2 separate regions of the Mus musculus genome follow, and region 1 is linked to region 2. A link is a contact called in public HiChIP or PLAC-seq data. All regions are on one chromosome and are shown on one strand. The core of a region is the stretch at or near the end of the contact, and the rest is flanking DNA. Distances in the headings are between cores, read along the strand shown. Region 1 has its middle 26 kb from the start of Tex36. Region 2 has its middle 160 kb from the start of Tex36.

Region 1 (4,334 bases), core at 42-2,541, 140 kb before region 2:
ACACACACACACCCAACACACACACATACACACATACAACACACACATACCCAACACACACACATACACACACACATACACACACACATACACACACACATATACCTAACACACACACACACATACACACACATACACACACACACACACACACACACACAGTCCTTTTGTGATGGCCTGGGACATGGGGCCTACCTACTCTGTAGTATGGTTGATATATCCAGGGACACTCTGTTGGGGAAAGCTGATTTTCCCTTCCCCAGCAAGTATCAGTTGCAAGTAACTTCTTGGGAAGGGATGGGACAAGTGACCGGATTTTGAGCCCTTACTGAGTTTAGCACTGCTCTGGCCTCTGCACTACGAGGCTGAGCAACAACAGACCTCATCCAGACCAGAAGACCTGTCAGGGAGATGTAGCTGCCCCTAGGAAGAGCCAAGATATGAAGCTACGGAGGCTGCATCAGTGGGGATCAGGCGAGGATGCTTTGAAAGGTCATAATTATAATTTTATTAAGCTGTGATCAGGGAGAGAAGATAAATGTCATAGCAATGTGTTTAATATTGGATACATATTATATTACAGGATGATTATGAATTTGTGTTTCTTGTGTACGTTCAAATTTGGATATGTATGAGGGAAAAAGCTGAGTTTAATTTTTTATCTGCTGGATAAGGAATTGATTTTAATTCTTTCTCTGCTAATTAAAGGAAAATTAGAAAAACAAGCTACTTACTAAGGCACTAAATACATTTTGATTACTTATGGATATAAGCAGTTGTGCTGGCTTCATTTATTTATTTACTGAAAACCTAATGACAGATAAAATGAAGAATTAATAGTGTAATAGAGAGGGATAATGGAATTATTCAGCAAGCAGAATGAGGTCTACTGTTTTCCCACCTAGCAGCCAGAAACACAAAGCATTTGGTCTCAGGCAACTATAGGTAGCACGTGGCCCCTGCTTGAGTGGAACAAACTGCAGGGAAACTGGAGGGGCCAGGTGGGAGCAGCAGGTGTGGGCCTCAGGTGGGAGCAGCAGGTGGGGGCCTCAGGTGGGGCCTTCAGGTGGGGGCTTCAGGTGGGAGCAGCAGGTGGGGGCCTCAGGTGGGGCCTTCAGGTGGGGGCTTCAGGTGAGTTCAGTTCAGTGCACCTGAAGGAAGCCGAGAGCTGTGTCCTGCATGCAGCTGGGTGTGGTGGCTCTGATGGTTAACCTTTGCTGTCTTCTTGTTGGTTTAGAGTTACCAGAGTCACATCTTTGGGTGTGTCCTGTTTCCAGACCACCCTGAATGTGGGTGGTACCATCTCATAGCTGCAAGGCTATGAGGCCCGAAGAGGAAGGGGAAAGAGAACGGAATGTCAGTATTCATCGCTCTGCTTCTTACTGAGAATGCTGTGTGGCCAGCTGTTCACTTTCAAACCACAGCAGCATGGGCGGGGGATGGGGGGTTGGGACAGGATGAGCTATTAAGAGAGGGGAGGGACTCTGCATCAGGTGAAACCCTGATGAGTCTGAAGGAAGCCCAGCAGCAGTGGATCTAGATTTGTAGAGGATTTGAGGTCCTCTGGGATCTTAACTGGGCTTGGCAGATTAATAAAGGGGCTGGACAAAACTTCCCAGAAGGAAAGTGGAGATGAAGATGTGAGCAAGACAAAACTGGAGACAAGGCTATTTTCTCTGAGGTTTATTTTTACTTCTAAGGTAAGGGGATGTCTGCATGTGGGTGACCAAGGAGGCCTGGAGAGGACCTCAGATCCCTTGGAGATGGAGTTCTAAGCAGTTGTGAGCTGCCTGACATAGGTGGTGGGAAACAAACTGAAGTCCTCTGGAAAAGCGGCTTGTGCTGGTAACCAGTGAGCCAGCTCTCCAGTCCCAAGTGTGTGGGGGTGGAGGGGCTAAGACCTATGAAGCTGACTGTTCCTCAAGTGTCCTGAGGAGCCCAGCGTTCATTAGTGTCTGGGTCCCACTAGATCGGCCTAGCGAGATTCTGGAGGTGGGGATGCCCCAGTCTTTTATAGAAAGCTCCCCAGATGACCCCAGGGTCAGCCAGGACGGTGGGAAAACAAGTTCAAAGAAGTGAAAATCAGGAACAACAAAACAAAACAAAACGCAAAAACAAAAACAAAAACAAAACAAACTACACTCTCCTGCTTGTGGCAGCAGGAGCAATTAGGGAAACAGGCTGCCTAAACAGAGGCTGAATAGGTGGATGTGGTGACCATGGAGAGATCCACGCTATACAGCCTCAGAGAGGGAGGAACTACGGTGACACAGAAGCCTGGCGGGTGGGGGTGGGGAGTCTGAGGAACAGGTGCTAAGTGCAATAGAAGACTCAGAAAAATAGATGCTTTCATGTATTTAAAATAGTCAAATCCATAAAGCCAAAGGCTAGACTATTGGTTACTGCGTGCTAGGGAGGGAGGAAGGGAGTGGGGGTTAGTCAGCCACAGGTCAGAAATTTGGGTTGAGAAGAATAAGTTCCAGAGATGTTCTGTGGAACAAGGTGCCTATAGCCAATGCTGCTGTATTTCTCACTCTTAAAAGTTAGGAGGGAAGACCTCATGCTAAGTATTCTTGATACATGAGAGACCAGAGATTTTGTAGATGCTAGAAGTAAGTGAGAGGGCTATGCCTGGAGAGAGGAGGTGAGCGGAGAGGGGCAGATATGATTGATCACAATGTGTGCACTCACAGAGTAGGAATGCAGAGGTTAGAAAAGTCTTATGTGTGAATTAGTTTGGAAATTCCACGTAGATCCCAAAATTGAATATTGCTTGGTCATCCCATTAGAGAATCTGTACATTATAATCAATAATCGTCAGAAGAATCCCAGGAGTTCAGGATGCAGGTAGAATCTCTTGGTCTGGAAACGACGTGTGAGTGATGTGAGTGTAGACCTGGATGCCCAGAGAACAGGATGAAAGGAAACATCAGGCAGGTCCAGGAGATGCAGGGACTGTGATAGGACCAGGCTCTCAGGCCTGAGGACTCTGTATTCCCCTTTCTGCTGCACTGATGATGCTAGTCACAGCACTTGCATTGTCACAGGTATGACTTAAAGAGCATTCTAGAACGTATGTGTCTGGGACGGTGATGAAGGCTGATATTATTAGCTCACTGGTTGAAGAGTGAAGCTTTGATCCCCAGCCATCACACACTACCTTTGTGATCATGAGCAGTCTTCTAAAGCTTGGTTATTTATAAGGCTTACCTGTTAGCATTAAGGGTTAGATGAGAAAAATTCATCTGAAATGCTTTTTAGAGCACTAGATGCAGGGTTTAAGTTCTATACACAGGAATGGATTAGAGATGTAGCTCATTGATAGAGCACTTACCTGACATGCAGGAGGCTTAATGCCTAGCAGAACAAGAGAAAAACTAACAATAATCAAGAGGTCTGGGCTGGTGAGATGGCTCTGTTGGTAAAATGTTTGCTATGCAAGCCAAAGGAACTGGATTGGATGCCCAGAACTTACATTAAAAAGCCAGGTGTGATCCACACTTGGAATCCTTGCCTGAGGACGAAGAGGGGACAAGTGAGTCCCAGGGGATTGCTGGCTATCTGGTCTAGCATAACCAGTAGGCTCCAGGCCAGAGAGTCTGCCTCAAAAGAAAGTGGACAGCATTTGAGTAATAGCATTTGAAGTTGTCCTCAGGCCTATATACTCATGGGTGTGCACTCTCCCACATGAACATACATGTGTTTGTACACACACACACACACACACACACACGTGCATCAATGAGGCTGATCTCTCAATGACTCCATACTTGATAGAGGAGCAATGGGAGGGTGCACACTTGTCAAGACTCTTTGCTGTTAAATTTTCCACAAGTCAGGTTCTGATATTCCAATATGCCAACATTATTTTCTGCTGCAGAGAAGCAAGGAGTGTCAATTATGTGGGTGGTGGGTCTGGATCTGCTGACTGTGGCTCTCTTTCTGCCTTGCTAAGAGAAAACTGGGTCGTTCCATTTACAGATAACGTAGATTCTTCCTCAGAACTCCTCACAGCCCTGACCATGACACGGGTGACATTGTGTGTATAAGGTTTGTTTTCCTCCAAGACTGCAAGTGTGTGAAAGGTAGGCTCCTTCTAAACATTTGTTTTTAGTTTGCCGTGGAGCTTAGCACTATGCCTCTCTTTGGCCCCAGCAACAACTCACTGCGGTAATGAATAGGTGAGCATTTTCAGAAGAGCTGACCACTAAACCCAAACCTGAAGACCCGGGCAATTTTTAACCTTCAGGTTTTTGTTGTTGTATTGTTTTTAACAAAATGGGTGTTTTCTAGCTCAGCAAATAGCAACTATCATTTTGCTAGCCAAAGCCATA
Region 2 (4,102 bases), core at 611-3,110:
AGAAGGCCGAATCCAGAGGTTTGCTCGTGTTGAGCAAGTGCTTTGCTCCTGAACTGCAGCCTCAGCATCATCCATGGACCCTCTCTTTATCCAGTCTTCATCCTTGAGACAGAGTCTCAAGATGTAGCTCAGGCTGACCTCCTATACAGTATATTGCTCAGGCTAGCATTAAAGTCACGATCCTTCAATCCCAGGTTCCTGTGCTGTGACTCTAGGCATGCATATTTAGTTGTGTGTGTGTGTGTGTGTGTGTGTGTGTGTGTGTGTGTCTGTCTGTCTGTCTGTCTGTCTGTCTGTCTGTCTGTCTCATAGTGTGCATAAATTCAGGGCCAAAGGACATTTGGTGTCCTCTTCTGTTGCCTTAAGACTATCACTACCTTTGCTAGTCTCATTGCCCAGTGAGCTCCCAGGATCTATCCTTGTTTTGCCTCCAATTTCTAGGGTCACAGGCATACAGAGCTATGCCTGCTTTTTTGTGGGGGCTGGGGATTCAATTTCAGGTTCCCCGGCTCACACAGCAAGCATTCTTACCCACTGAGCTGTCTCCACAGATGCTCTTCTGTTTTGTTTTAAAGAAACAACAACAAAATCTCTCTCTCTCTCTCTCTCTCTCTCTCTCTCTCTCTCTCTCTCTCTCTCTCTCTCTCTCTCGGTGTTATTGAAAATTCTTCTTAAAAACTTATTTCTAGGATAAAATAAACACATTCAGTTTAGGAATAGCTGCCCAGGGTTTAAACAACCTGTGAAGGTTATATCGAGGTATCTTAAGGATAATTCCTGGGTATCTCTGCTCCCTGGCAGCCCCCTCTTGTTATCTGTCAGACTTATGCACTTACTAAAGTCTCAGCTGTTCTGAACCAAAAAGGTAAAAAAGAACTTTCTAGGAAAGCAAAAGGCCATGCCTTGATTAAGGTAGACAAGACCCACTGACTGTTGCAAGCAGTCTGCTCATTTTATTCTTGTCACTGGCTGGGAACAACGGCCATTGAAGGTGCCTTCTATACCCTGGCTCCTTTGATGTCTTTATTCAGACCTCTTGTTTACCACATAAGAACAGTTTGCTGGGTTCATCCACCTTTGTTCCAGTTTTCTTTGTTAAGAGCACGGGATCCTGCCTTTGGCCTTGTCCGAGAGTCCTCTGCTGAGTGTAAGATGATCCTTTCCCTGTGTTTTGAAAAGTTGTGCTCCAAAGATGTCCTGCTGTCCGGAGTGTAGCCACAGTTTCTCTAGATCACATGTCTCCTTCTGGATGCAAAGTCTATTTATTCCTGTTATGATTCTTGAGGGGGGGGGAGCAAAGGTGATCTCTTTGGAGATGTGCAGAAAAACTGAGTGTTCCAATTTGTAACGATATAGTCAAGATGCTTAGAATGGTGATGGTCCCTGTCTGTTTTGTTCGGTTTCTCTCTGGAACAGGGGCCTGACTTCCTTTCTCCCCCTTGCTAAGCTGTTATTTGCTGGTGGGAGCTGGAAAGTGGTGCTGTTTAGCATGTAAATAAACCAACACTTTTTCCAGTAAATGGCTCTGCCCAGCATCATATGCCAGGAACTGCTTTCTGCACAATGAGGAATTCAATTCCTGTACTCCTTTCTCCCCCCTGTCCTTTCACAGAGGGAAAGGTGATCGTGCAATTATGGAAGTCCTTTTTGCTTTATAGTTTCCCCCAATTGCGCCCTAATTTCGCCGGTCTCCTCACAGACAGCATCTCCATTGTTAAATCAGAGTCGTATGGTGTTTTATGAATTAATCCACTTCCTGCAGTCCAGTGTTTAATAAATGATGTAAATGAAGGCTGTGGCTCTGAGGTCTATTTAAAGAGCTGTGCTTATGCTCCACGGTTCTGGCCAGATGAGTGGGCACATGCGTGTGCATTTTTATTTGAGCCGCACTGAAGCCGGTCATTATATTGTGAACGGCACAGAGCAGCTATACTGCGCTTTGAAGGCTCTTGTGCATCCGCCCATGTGATGATTGACGTCGGCTAGAACTCCGATGCAATGTTACACTATTTTAATTCTTTCCCAGGCAGTGTTATCTTTGATCACTTCCTATTCACTGGGAGAAACTCCATACAATTGCCATCCCACATCATGTTGTGGGGATCGTGCCAAAGCTCCCTGGAATTTAGCTGTTCAAGGCAATTTCCCTACCCTTGGGCTGCTCGTTAAAGGGATGTGGCTTCAAACTTTAATGAATAAGGTAGACTGAAAATTCCACTTTTCTTTCAAAGAGACTCTGGCTTCCTTTCTTCTTTCTTTCTTTTTAAAAGTGTTTTCTGCTGCTGATTTCTTTGTTTGACTGGAATTGATCCTCTCCCTGGGATAGCCGTGGCTGCAGTTCAACACGCGGAGCGGTTTCTAGTCACATTCTGTCTTTGCAATTCAAGTGTATAATTTTATCAAAGAATGCCATAAAAATATTTGGATTTTTCACTCAAAGCAAGGACACTGCTGCTGGTGTGTGCTATAGTGACCATCCCTAGCTTTAGTCCAGGGTGGAGCACTTCGTCTTCAAATATTCTGTTTTAGCAAACACCAAATCAGCCGTCTATTTACCCAGGCGATTGTAAGCCACCAAAGCTCACTAAAGAGCTGAGCAAGAAGGAGTTAAGTGGGAAAAATGGCAGGGTGCAACCAGTGTTTAGGAAAGGGCCTCCTTTCCAAAACCCAGCAGGAAAAAGCTCAGCCAAATTTGAATTCATTTCCCTCTTTAAAGGCGGGCATTAGCTGGAACCATGGCTCGGTTGGCAAAGTCCTGGCTATACAGTTCAGCTCCTCAGTAAAAGGCCAGGCTCGTCTAAACATCTATAATTCCAGCACTGCAGAAGCAGAGACAGGCTTTCTGGACAGCCAGGCTAGCCATGGAGGGCTCAGGGTCAATGAGTGTGCTGCTGCTGCTGCTGCTGCTGCTGCTGCTGCTGGTGGTGGTGGTGGTGGTGGTGGTGGTGGTGGTGGTGGTTTGATTTGTTTTGATTTGGGGATGTTCTGTTTGTTTATCAAGTTGACACAAACTAGGGTCATCTGGAAAGAGACAACCTGCCTTGAAAAAAATGCTTCCTCTGGATTGGCACATGAACAAGCCTATGGGGGCATTTTCTTGCTATGCAAGGGCCCAGCCCACTGTGTGCAATACCACACTGGCCAGGTGGTCCTGAAGTGTATAAGAAAGCAAGCTGATGAGGCTGGAGAGATGGCTCAGCAGCCAAGGACACTGGCTGCTCTTCCAGAGGACTGGGGTTTGATTCCCAGCACCCATATAATGGCTCCTAGTCATCTATAACTCCAGCCCCAGGGGATCAGGTGCCTTCTGGCTTCCTCGGGCAGGCTGAGTTAGCCATGGAGAGCAAGCCAGTACCAGCATTCCTTCATGGACACTGTCAGGGCCTGCGTCCAAGTTTCCTGCTTGAGTTCCTGCCCCCGACTTTCCTCCATGATGGACTGAAAGCCTTAAGTTGAAATAAACGCTTTCCTCCCTAAGCTGCTTTTGGTCATGGGGTTTATCACAGCAAGAGGAAGCAAAGCAAGCTAAGACAGTGAAAGACCTTGTCTTAAAGAAAATGTGATGGAGAGCCATTGAGACGAATACCCAGCACGGACTTCTGGCCTCCAAAGGCACACACGCACATGTGTACACATGCCTGAATACACAGACCACAATAGCTTTAAGTACCCTGCCATACCTGGAAAGAAAGAGAGAAAAGGGGGGGGGGGAAGAAAGGAAGGAGGGTTGGGGGGGGGGAAAGAAGGAAGGAAGGAAGGAAGGAAGGAAGGAAGGAAGGAAGGAAGGAAGGAAGGAAGGAAGGAGAGAGATGAAGGGGGAAGGAAGGAGAAGAAGGAAAAAAGAGAAGAAAGGAGGAAAGAGGAAAGGAGAGGGAGGGAGGAAGGAGGGAGGGAGGTAAAGAAGGAAGGAAGGAAGGAAGGAAGGAAGGAAGGAAGGAAGGAAAGAAGGCAGGCAGGCAGGCTTAAATTATGTTTGTTCTATTTTAATACTTCAAATACATCTAACATTTTCTTTCTGTTGCCGCTAGAATCAGGAGCAGAAAGCAGCCCTGAGAGGATGGGAGGGGGCGGGGTGATATTAAGTGGCATTCTGGAAGTCTGA

Evidence for each region. HiChIP or PLAC-seq counts read pairs in DNA pulled down with a chosen protein or histone mark.
Region 1: a contact with region 2 is called in an H3K27ac HiChIP or PLAC-seq map of embryonic stem cells, with 4 times the contacts expected there. The contact joins two enhancer-like sites. A contact is called at or near these places in 2 of 115 datasets of contacts at active chromatin or transcription factors (both in embryonic stem cells) and 1 of 9 other capture datasets (embryonic stem cells).

What each region holds. Positions count from the first base shown.
Region 1 is chr7:133,574,073-133,578,406 of GRCm38.p6, reverse strand. No RefSeq gene overlaps it. Among named protein-coding and RNA genes, the nearest start is that of Tex36, 26 kb to the left of the region's middle. Within about 2 kb of position 1,291, at least 5 of the 459 cell types and tissues checked have an H3K27ac peak or open chromatin away from gene starts, as enhancers often do. A contact at or near this core is called in embryonic stem cells, where this site is marked.
Region 2 is chr7:133,438,844-133,442,945 of GRCm38.p6, reverse strand. No RefSeq gene overlaps it. Among named protein-coding and RNA genes, the nearest start is that of Tex36, 160 kb to the left of the region's middle. Within about 2 kb of position 1,860, at least 28 of the 459 cell types and tissues checked have an H3K27ac peak or open chromatin away from gene starts, as enhancers often do. A contact at or near this core is called in embryonic stem cells, where this site is marked.